Linked DNA regions of Mus musculus: regions 2 and 3 are each linked to region 1. Evidence: chromatin contacts called from public Hi-C data. All regions are on one chromosome and are shown on one strand. Each heading gives the region's core, a stretch centred on a gene start, on an enhancer-like site or on the middle of the called end of the contact. The rest is flanking DNA. Distances are from core to core; before and after follow the strand shown.

Evidence for each region. Hi-C and Micro-C count contacts between places; a contact is called where the count stands out from the background.
Region 2: a Hi-C map of bone marrow-derived macrophages shows a contact between it and region 1, with 24 read pairs. The contact joins two enhancer-like sites. A contact is called at or near these places in 3 of 15 datasets of contacts at CTCF or cohesin (embryonic stem cells, large pre-B cells and pro-B cells), 16 of 484 Hi-C or Micro-C datasets (the C10 cell line, the HL-1 cell line, bone marrow-derived macrophages and 4 more), 12 of 115 datasets of contacts at active chromatin or transcription factors (acute myeloid leukemia, astrocytes, embryonic basal ganglia and 6 more) and 1 of 9 other capture datasets (embryonic stem cells).
Region 3: a contact with region 1 is called in a Hi-C map of bone marrow-derived macrophages, with 33 read pairs. The contact joins two enhancer-like sites. A contact is called at or near these places in 1 of 15 datasets of contacts at CTCF or cohesin (large pre-B cells), 9 of 484 Hi-C or Micro-C datasets (the 63-12 cell line, bone marrow-derived macrophages, cortical neurons and 4 more), 6 of 115 datasets of contacts at active chromatin or transcription factors (T-cell acute lymphoblastic leukemia, astrocytes, embryonic basal ganglia and 3 more) and 4 of 9 other capture datasets (embryonic stem cells, embryonic tail, embryonic trunk and 1 more).

The regions. Positions count from the first base shown.
Region 1 is chr2:166,552,218-166,555,473 of GRCm38.p6, forward strand. No RefSeq gene overlaps it. Among named protein-coding and RNA genes, the nearest start is that of Gm29679, 11 kb to the right of the region's middle. Within about 2 kb of position 1,449, at least 104 of the 459 cell types and tissues checked have an H3K27ac peak or open chromatin away from gene starts, as enhancers often do. A contact at or near this core is called in bone marrow-derived macrophages and natural killer cells, where this site is marked.
Region 2 is chr2:166,188,329-166,191,584 of GRCm38.p6, forward strand. No RefSeq gene overlaps it. Among named protein-coding and RNA genes, the nearest start is that of Gm30536, 4.5 kb to the right of the region's middle. Within about 2 kb of position 1,818, at least 7 of the 459 cell types and tissues checked have an H3K27ac peak or open chromatin away from gene starts, as enhancers often do. A contact at or near this core is called in bone marrow-derived macrophages, where this site is marked.
Region 3 is chr2:166,226,253-166,229,508 of GRCm38.p6, forward strand. No RefSeq gene overlaps it. Among named protein-coding and RNA genes, the nearest start is that of Gm30536, 33 kb to the left of the region's middle. Within about 2 kb of position 1,484, at least 37 of the 459 cell types and tissues checked have an H3K27ac peak or open chromatin away from gene starts, as enhancers often do. A contact at or near this core is called in bone marrow-derived macrophages and natural killer cells, where this site is marked.

The DNA.
Region 1 (3,256 bases), core at 199-2,698:
AACTGTGCTCTCCTGCATACCAAGCGGACCTTTCTGCGTCCCAGGAAAATGAATCTCTTTTGGTGTTCATTGCGCTAATTGCATCCACAGCGGAGGCAGAGCAAACATCTTTCCCTCCTGATTTGCATTATGCAAAACCTTAATCTCCCCAAGTTTCCTAAAGCCTTGTGAATGATTCACAGCCTTCCAATGCCTGGAACAGCTCGGCTTGATCTGCTTGTCCATATAAATTAGATTTACTGAGGAAATAAAGGAGGCTCGATACTATAAACTATTGGGAAGATGACCCCCGAGTGTGGATGCCCCATAAATTTGTGTCTTGGGGGGTACTGCGAGGCTGCTGATCACACACATATTGCTAGATTTATCTCTTTTGGGCTATTATTGACATGAAGAGGAGAGTAGATTGCCATTGGGAGCCACTGTGCTGTCTGGGAGAGGGGCTGGCTCTCCCTGAACTGGCAAAAAGTGGCTTACAGAAAGCCTTCTCCAGACAAGGGGCCACCAGGAGAGGACTCAGGTTGAAGCAAAAGCGTGCAGGAGAGGCTGGATTCGAAGGCAGCCGAGTTCAGCCTGTGACACTGAGGAGGTGACCGCCCCTTCCCTTTGTTCCCTCACCTCCTGTTGGGGAAAACAAAACATTTCCAAACTTAGAGGGCTAGAGGAGGTCCCAGATGGAGTCTCCGCTGCACACCTGGGCCTCCTTCTAGGAACTAGTGGGGACCAAGATAGCAGGCCCAGGCTTCCAGGTGCTCAGAGAGCTCACTGGAAGAGCTCCATCCACAATGAGAGCTTACATGGTGGTGCCGGAGAGGGGGATGGTAACATTAGCCAGATTACAGGCTCAGACCCAACGCTGTGAAGGTGTGCAGAGCCAGCCCCGATGCCAGAGCCTGTTAGTGCTGTAAGCCTGCTGCCCTGGCAACCAGAAATGCCAGGCACGACTGTGCCAGGTTCTGATGTTGGGCTTCAGATCATTATTTCTGTTATTATTTACATGGCCATTGCACAGATTTGAAAGCTGAGTCCTACTTTAGAATCTAAGTCTGCAGGACGCCCCTACCAAGCGTCTTCCTTCTCTAGTCCCCTAGAGTGGGGCTGAGCAGGGGAAAGGGGGAGTTATTAGTGTTTATGCTAATACCTGTCAGCTGGAAGTTTCTACTCTGTGCTATCTGATGGTAAAGATCAGGGTCTCTGCGACCACAGTCCCCTTTCTCAGAGACCTCTTGTTGGCCTCTGCCAGGCATTTCCTGCTGGGATTTACTCGTGACTTCCTGTCCTTTGCCAACTGCAGACCTGCAGGAAGATGGTGGAGATGGAGGAGGCAGGCAGGATTTGTATTTCCTGTTGGTTTCTTACTGTTTCTGCCATTCCCACCAACACCACAGCGGCGCCCTTAGACGCCCCACATCCCCAACCAGCCCCGCCTATGAAATGTCTCAGCCCCGCCTATGAGGCATCTCAACCCCGCCTACGAGGCTTCTCAGCCCCGCCCTCCGCTCTGCAGCATAAGGCCCAGATCTACGGCGTATTCAAGGGTCAATAAGTTTTCCCCTTAAAAGTGTCACTAACATTCCTGAAAGTGTGGCTTGTGAGCCCCCACCCCCTCCCTCTGCATTGTATGAGGACAGTCATAAGCAATTTCCGGACTCAGGAGCATGGCTGTGCTCTATACAACTCCATATACAAGCACTTAGTCTAGTCATGAGTAATAGCTGCCTGAGCACATAGATGAGGGTTCGTCTTTGTCTCAGCAAGACAACTCCGTGCTTGCATCCTGCATCTTTAGGCTTTAAACAGCCACGTGTCATCGACACTGTGGGCCAGAGTGATGCTGACAGAACAGAAAGAGAAAGGCTCTTGAAGTTCATGCCAAGGCTGGAGGTCAGCACAGGCTGAGGAAGTGCGGGCTCATACCACTGGCACCAATGGGAAGACTCGAAACATTTAGATCTCATAAACTGGTCCGGATAGGACGATGCCCCACGCAGCTGCCAATGAGGTGTCGGTGGGTGTGCTGGGTGTGCTGATTGGTAAAATAACACCTCTGGAGCAGCAGTAGCGAGTGACTTCACCACCTGACTGGGTTTAAAGTCAGTCTCCAGGAACCATTTGATTCTCCACAGGCCAAACATGCACGTTAGCTGGGGTGTGATGAGGTTCGGCACAGCGTCTCTGGAGGCACAGAACGGTTGGAAGCAAGTTATCTGAAGGGCCCCGTCTCTGACTCCTTTGAATGTCTTTCTTCACATGATTGGAGGAACACTGCGATCCAGACTGACTGAGTGGACCACCAACCAAATAGAGACCGGCTCCCCTTCATGAACTAACCATTAAATTCAGAATATCTGGGCCATTGTGATGATATGGCTGGTAAAGGCCTTTGCTGCCTGGCCTTACAACCTGAGTTTGATGTCCAAGAATCATGTGATGGAAGGGAGAGAACTGACTTACACACACACACACACACACACACACACACACACACACACAATGAGTGCACACTCACATACACACACACACTTATGTGATTTTTAGAAACTAAGACCGGAATCCCTAGCAAGTGCCCCCAGATAAACACATTCCCCGATCCCACAGAACACTCTGTCCTCCAGCGTCCTCATGCGAGCTCCCCAGCCACAAACTGTTGCAACCATTTCCAAGAACAGTCTCTGTCCCCCCAAAGCGACACTATACCTGCCTTTGGTGCTTGTGGCTGTGGCCAGTGACAGGTGGGTGGGGCCGGAAGACAGGACAGGGCTCCTTACAAGGAAGCCTTGTAGGGAGAAAAGTGGCTGCTGCTACGTCTACCTGGCTCCTGGTCCCTTTTCTATGCTCACGTGATTTCTAGTGCACATTGTGGAGTGCGTGTGTAGTAGGTGCATAGTAAATATTCTTTGTATGCACAAACCTACTGTACTGATTGTTCCCTTTTGTTTTTATTTTCAATTTTTTCATTTATTTTTTATACGTATTGGTGTTTTGCCTGCATGTATGTCTGTGCGCCATCTTCTTGCTTGGTGCATGCTGAGTCCAGAAGAGGGAATTGTATTTCTTGAGGCTGTGAACTGCAGAGGCCTGTAAGCTGACTTTTTTTTTTTTTTTTTTTTTTTTTTTTTTTGGTGTTTTTGAGACAGGGTTTCTCTGTGTAGCCCTGGCTGTCCTGGAACTCACTTTGTAGACCAGGCTGGCCTCGAACTCAGAAATCCGCCTGCCTCTGCCTCCCGAGTGCTGGGATTAAAGGCGTGCGCCACCA
Region 2 (3,256 bases), core at 568-3,067, 360 kb before region 1:
GGTGGGAGGGGCATGTGAGTGAAGCAGGCTACACTGTTTCTCCTTGCAAGTTCATTTTATCTGCTGTAGCTACACTCAGAAAAAATACTTAGTCACTTTGAGCAGTTGCCCTTTTACAACTGTCCTTGGAGCTGAAGGAACTCGGCATTTTCTTTTCCCAGTTTTCACGTGTTCATGTGTATGTGTGTGTGCATGCGTGTGCACGTGTGTGTGTGTACAGATGTACATGTACTTGGAGGCCTGGGGTTGGAAATCCACCACCTCGATGGATCTTCCGCTTAGGCCATTGAGGCAGAGTCTCTCAATCAAACCTAGAATTCACTGGCATGGCTGGTTCTTGCCACCCACCTTGCTCTAGAACACCCTCCCCCACCCATCTGCCTTCAGAGGCTGCAGTTATAGGGCCACCGGTTGTTCCCATTTCTGTGGGTTTCTGGGGATCAGGAGTCTGGCCTTCATGCTTTCATCCCAAGCACTTTCAAACGCTGAGCCATCTCCCAAGCTCTATGGAACTCTTGCCCCAACTATATACTTCAGTGTGTGTGTATGCATCTGTGTGTGAGTGTGTGTGTATGTGTGCATGTGTGCACATGTGTATATAGGTCTACCTACAGAGGCCAGAAGTGAGCCTCAGATTCCTTGAAGCTGGAGTGACAGGCTTTGGTAAGCCACTTGATGTGGGTCCTGGAACTCTGGACTCCTGTCTCCTGATAGAGCAGTGAGTGCCCTTAACTGCTGAGCCATCTCTCGAGCTTTGGCTTGGCTTTGTGTTCACCTTATTGATTGATAGTTTTAAAAACGTCCTTACTGCTTTGTCTTGACACAAAGGTGGTCTCATTCCACTCATCTTTTAAAGTCTCTGGTTGATGGTGGAAGCCTTCGCTCTGTGCCCCCCCACCCCGTGTTCTCCATCTTCTAGCGTCTCACGTGTGTGGGATCCCCTCAGACCTCAAGTGTCTGTGCACTCCTCTGTCGGCTTGTGAGGGCTTGTGGGATGGTGGGACGGACTGAAACAGTGAGGCTAGCCGGTTGTCAGTCTCAGTTACATCTATGAAGTCCCTTGTCCCATGTTAACTAATGTGACCGTGGGCAACGCCTCAGATGGCAGAGCTCCAAGGGACCCATCCAATGTTGAGGAGATAACCCAACTGGTAAAGAGTGAAAACATTGATCAGAAATTTCAGAGATGTGTGTGGCCACTGAGTCATAGAGACTCAGGCAAAGCCACCATGTGACAGACGACCTTCAAGAGCGACACAAACATCAGAGGTTTTCTGTGTACCCGAAGACACCTTGTATCATGGCGGTTCTTCAAGGCGCACCAACATTATGAGCCAACAGTTTCAGCCTTTGGGGGCTAAGCCCTTAGTCTATAGCCGTACCAACCCAAATGCTCCTGATCTCAGAAGCTAAGCAGGGTCGGCCTGGGTAGTCCTTGGATGGGAGAAAGCTGACTGAACTTACTGTTGGACCTGGCAACCTCCAGAAGAGTAAAACAGCCTCATTCAGGGTAGGCTCAGCTCGAGCCATGACGATGCCCATCAACACGGAGAATGGATAGTCACCGAGAACGAGGCTGCCAACTGCGACAAAAGGATAAGGTTGCTGAGGACATCATTGTGCACAGATCCCAAGAGTATTATGCTAAGTGAAGAAGCCAGACACAGTGTAACCGCTACACTTGCGTGTGATCCTAGAACATTCACAATTCAAGCCACGCTGACAGATAGTGGTTTGCAGGGGCCGGGAAGACGGGCAGGAGGGGATTGTGTTTTCTCTGGTGATGTCGTCTTTTAGATGGTGACTGTCACAGTGGTTATGAGGTTTCCTACACTTGTCAAAACTCATCAAAACGCTCACTTAAAGTCGCTGACTTCCACTGTCTGCAATTAACTTCCCATAAAGCTTATTTTTAAAAGCAGCATTATGTCACTAACATTAATGGCAAATCACCGCTCACTGCCAAAATAGCAGGCAACTGTAAAAACAAATACATATATTTTAAAAGGGTCGGAAAGGAAAACAGACAGCCCAGCTGTCATGAGTGTCTGTGCCCCAGTTTGTTTTTGTGTGCTCCAAGACTCCAGCCGGGGGGGCAGGGTCACATCTGCAGAGCCTTCCCACCACACAGTAGACCACCGGAGCTGTGCTGGGGACCACAAGGAGGGAGGTATTTTGAGTGGACATAACGTAGCATCGGTTTGGTGCAGGAAAGCTGTGGTATTACTCCATGACCATGCCAGCTACGTCAGCAGATAACCAGGAGCTGTGTTTAGTGAGAAGTGTTTCATATCTCCGGGACTTAGCACATGTGTCTCCCTAGCTGAGATTGCTTCTCCTTCATATCTAAGATAGCCAATACCTTCTTATCCTTAAGGGTGCTGTCGTCTCAGTTTCAAAGTATCCCCTCAGATGGGCCTTTTCTGACAGCCCCCCAGCTTTTGTAGCAAGGCTGCTCTTCAGTCAGTTTCTCTCTGCGTCAGCTCCTGTTCATTCTTTTCAAGGCATTTAAATAAGTAGCTTGGTGGCTGAGTGAATTTCTTGCATGTACTTGTCCCGTGTTTCGGACTGACCAGAGGCCCCAGCAGGTTAGAGGCAGGCAGGTCTAGACTGCCCAGTGTGGTTTCCCCAGAGCCCGCAGGGGACCTGTCACCTGGCAGGCTGCTTCAGTTTTCCTTGGCTGCACAATAAATTACCGTGAACTTGGCATGTGTGGTGCCTGTGGATCAGGACGAGAGGTCTGATTTAGCCAGGCCCCCAGGTCAGAGTCTCGAAGGCTTCAATCAAAGGGCTGTGGAGACGGCCCAGTGGGTAAAGCGTTTGCTGTGTAAGTGTGTGGACCTGAGTGGACCTGAGTTTGGTCAAGGCTGGCCTTGACCATGTGAGCCTGTGGTCCTGGCACTGGAGAGGCAGAGACAGGCAGAGCCCAGAGCCTCGCTGGTGGGACCATCTAGCCCAAACAGTGAGCTTCAGGCTCAGTGAAGGACCCCTGTCTCTATAATGTGGACAATGACAGAAGAAGACACTCAGACAGACCTCTGGCCTCCTTGTGTGCATGTGTACGTGAACACATCTGCTCACATGTGCGCGCACACACACAAACCATGTGTACATACACAAAGATTGCAGGTAAGACGTGGCATGATGCTTTCCCACATTTCCAGAAGTGTTAAAGGATTCATTTCCTGTGACTGCAGAACTCTGAGCAGCCACAGTGTATTTGTGCCTGTGAGTGTGTGTGCATGCATGTGTTTTC
Region 3 (3,256 bases), core at 234-2,733, 330 kb before region 1:
GCTAATCACCACATCACATGAGCTCGGTTACATAAACACAGATCTTGTGTCAGACTTGTGACAAATCATGGGTGGCATGTCCCATCAAGCATTTGTTACAATAGGAAAGTGAGGGCTCCACTCTAGCCACCTCAAAACAGTAGAGTTTCACTACTGGAGGCAGGTCGAAGGTCCTGGAGGAGGTTTTCAAGGATTCCCGCTGTGTGGATCAATTCTTGGTAGATCAGCAGGGTCCTTGCTGGGGATAGGCCAAGCAGGTGTGAGGTGGGGATTCTTGCAGGGATGCAGGTCTGGTGAGGCCAGGGTCAAAGTTCAAAGTTCAGGCCTGGTTGCAAAGAAGCCTAGAGGACCTGGCTAAAACTTGGTGAATGAGAGTAGTTGTCCAAGGATGAACTAAATGTTCTTTTGCCCCAGATTAATAGATTTTTCCTCCCCTGTGTGTGTGTGTGTGTGTGAGTGTGTAGGATGTCTTCTGGTGTTTTGCTCTATGTCTTGGTCTTGGTCTATGGTCTTGCTAGCCAGCCAGACCCTGAGATCCTCCTGTCTCCCATGCCCACGGTACTGGGGTGTGAGGCACACTTACAGCCATGTCTGACCTTTTACATGGGAGCTGGGAATTCCAACTCAGGTCCTCCTTGGCCACTCCAGTGCACTTCATTAACATTCTTTGTAGGCCTTTCTCCCTGCCCCCCTCTACTGGGGATTGAACCTGCGACCCTATGCATGCTGGTGGAGCACTCCCCACCCCCAGTTGGTGGGGCACTCCCCACCCCCAGCAGACCTTTCAGCCTTTTCAATGGTATTTCTGTTCATGGTTTGTTTTCTTTCGTTTTGGGTCAGGGCTCTCTGTGAGCAACAGGAACAGATTTGGCCACAGAGGGGCCAGTTTCAACTGCTTGTGATGTTTTGGTCACCCCACTTAATGAGCAGCTTCCAGGAAGAAAGCACACATTGCCTGGGTGAGGGGCCAGTCACCCTGATTGGCAGGCCTTCCTGAGTGTGTGGGGGAAGGCCTTGTTCTCCTGAAAAGAACTGGGCTCTTGTTATCGGGGAGAGAAACACAGAAGCTGTAGGCCATGGGAAGGTGGCTGCCTGCCCTCCCACACTATTAGCTCTCCGTCCACCCTTCCTCCTACATCTTATCTCAGGATGCTCTCTTACTGCAGAATGAGGTATAGAAACAGAATAACCAGTATAGGCACCATTAACGCTATACTCAAGAACAGATCAAAGGAACTGACTCGCAGGACACTGCTTAGAGTAGAAAAAGGACAATATTAGTATGCAAAAAAAAAAGTATCTAAACACTTCTGTGATGTGAGGCTCCTAAGAGATGTGTGAACCTGTGGCTTTAAAAGCAGCAAGATGTCAACCTCAGACACTACCTGCTTGAGACCTCAGGAGACTCAGGACAGGCGTGGGGTGGCCACAGGGCGTGACACACTCCACAGACATCAAAGAAACACCAAGCGCCGAGGGATGGCTGGCTGGGAAAGTCCCTGCCCAGTCGGTGTAAGCATGAGAACATAGAGAGAAGCTGGTGCAGTGGGGTGAGCCTGGAATCTCAGTACTGGCAAGGTGGGGACAGGAGGATCCCTGGGGGCTCAACAGCCAGACAGCTTAGTCTACTTGAATTGTCTCTAAAATCTTCCCAGATCTTTCACTAGCTACTGAGTTAAATAAAATTTTGACACATGGTTATTTGATGTTTGTGAAATAGTTATGACTTTATCTTTGAGAAACTGGTTCAAACACGGCAGAGATGAATCTCCAACTTTTTAAAAGTTCTTCCCTTTACTATATATTTTTTTAAAAAAATTATTCTCATCAAATATTCAGAAACATTAAACAAACAAAAACTACCCCGAAGTTCAGTGTGGATGCAGAAGGATGCAATGTTTGTATTCATGAGCGGAGGAGTTGTGCCCTGGGCTTTGTGGATCCTAGAAAACCCCTCTGGCTACACCTCCTTCTCTTGTCTGCTCCTCCAGGCTGGTCATCCCAGTAGATCACCACTATAGATCACCCCTGTAGATCTCCACTATAGATCACCCCTTTCCTCCCTCTCATAGGCTAAGCTCATGGCCATCTTAGGCTGTGGCTTCTGTATGTCATCTCTGGAAGCCAAGAACTGTGTTCTCCCTATTTGCCATCCACCCAGGCTCCCTCTGCATCGCCCCCCCCCCCCCCCCGTGAGCTCAAGTCTGCAATGGATGCTGTGGCCTGTGCTTTTGGGCAGAGACGGAGGTGCGTAGAGACACTCTGTCACGCTCATTGGATGGATGTGGATCTGCCAGCTGAGACCTTCCTCCTGGGCTCAGCTGAGTCATTTCCCCTTCCCATTTTGGCCTCAAGGCCGTGTCCACAGGCTTTCTGAACCCTCCTCTCCAGAGGGATGGATTAGGTTGGGTTGGGTTGGGTTGGTCAAGGGCAAAGTCAGGGCACACAATCCTCCTAGAGCTGATCTTCTCCAAGGGGGAAGTGGACATCAAATACCTGGCTTGTGTCTCCTGGGCTCCTCGGTGCCCTCCTACCTGGCTTTGTCATTACTTTGATCCTTTGATCAAACAATTTCTGAATGTGTGTGGGGCTTAGGGTTTGAAAGCCAGAGCCAGGCACCAGGCATGTGGGGATATGATGGACAGAGACTGGGGGCCCGGTAGGGAGGGGGTGAGTCACAGAGTCTGGATAGGGGACATATGAGAGTCTAGTGGAAGCAACAGAGAGGGAAAATCACCTTGACAGAGGGACCAGCTTCTGCTGATGGGAAAGCTGGAGAGTGAATGAAATTTGCAGTGACTCAGTTTTCCACGCCAGCTCAGTGGAACTCAACAAACCCAACTCAGCACAGTCCAGCCCAACTGGTTACAACCGATCAGATCCTTCTACCCTCCCCACCTGACTCCAGCCCATTCTGCTCCACTCCAGCCACTCACCCCTCCTCACTAGTGTAATTCCAACCTAGTCCAACTGTAGCAGCCCAGCCCTGGAGTCAAGCACAAAACCTTTTACTGAAGCAGTCTCCAGAAGCCAGCCTATGACCTCCAAGAGCTCTCGGCCTTCCAGGGAAAGCTGGTATTGGAGGGGAAAGGGGTGGACAAGAGCAAGGGACATGATGCAAGGGCACGGCAGCACAAGATGGCCGCTTAACACAACGCCAGGGAATGTGTGCAGAGTTCGAGCTGTAAGGAGAAAGAAGAAACCTCTTTCTTTCTTTACTCTTTCTTTCTTTCTTTCTCTCTCTCTCTCTCTCTCT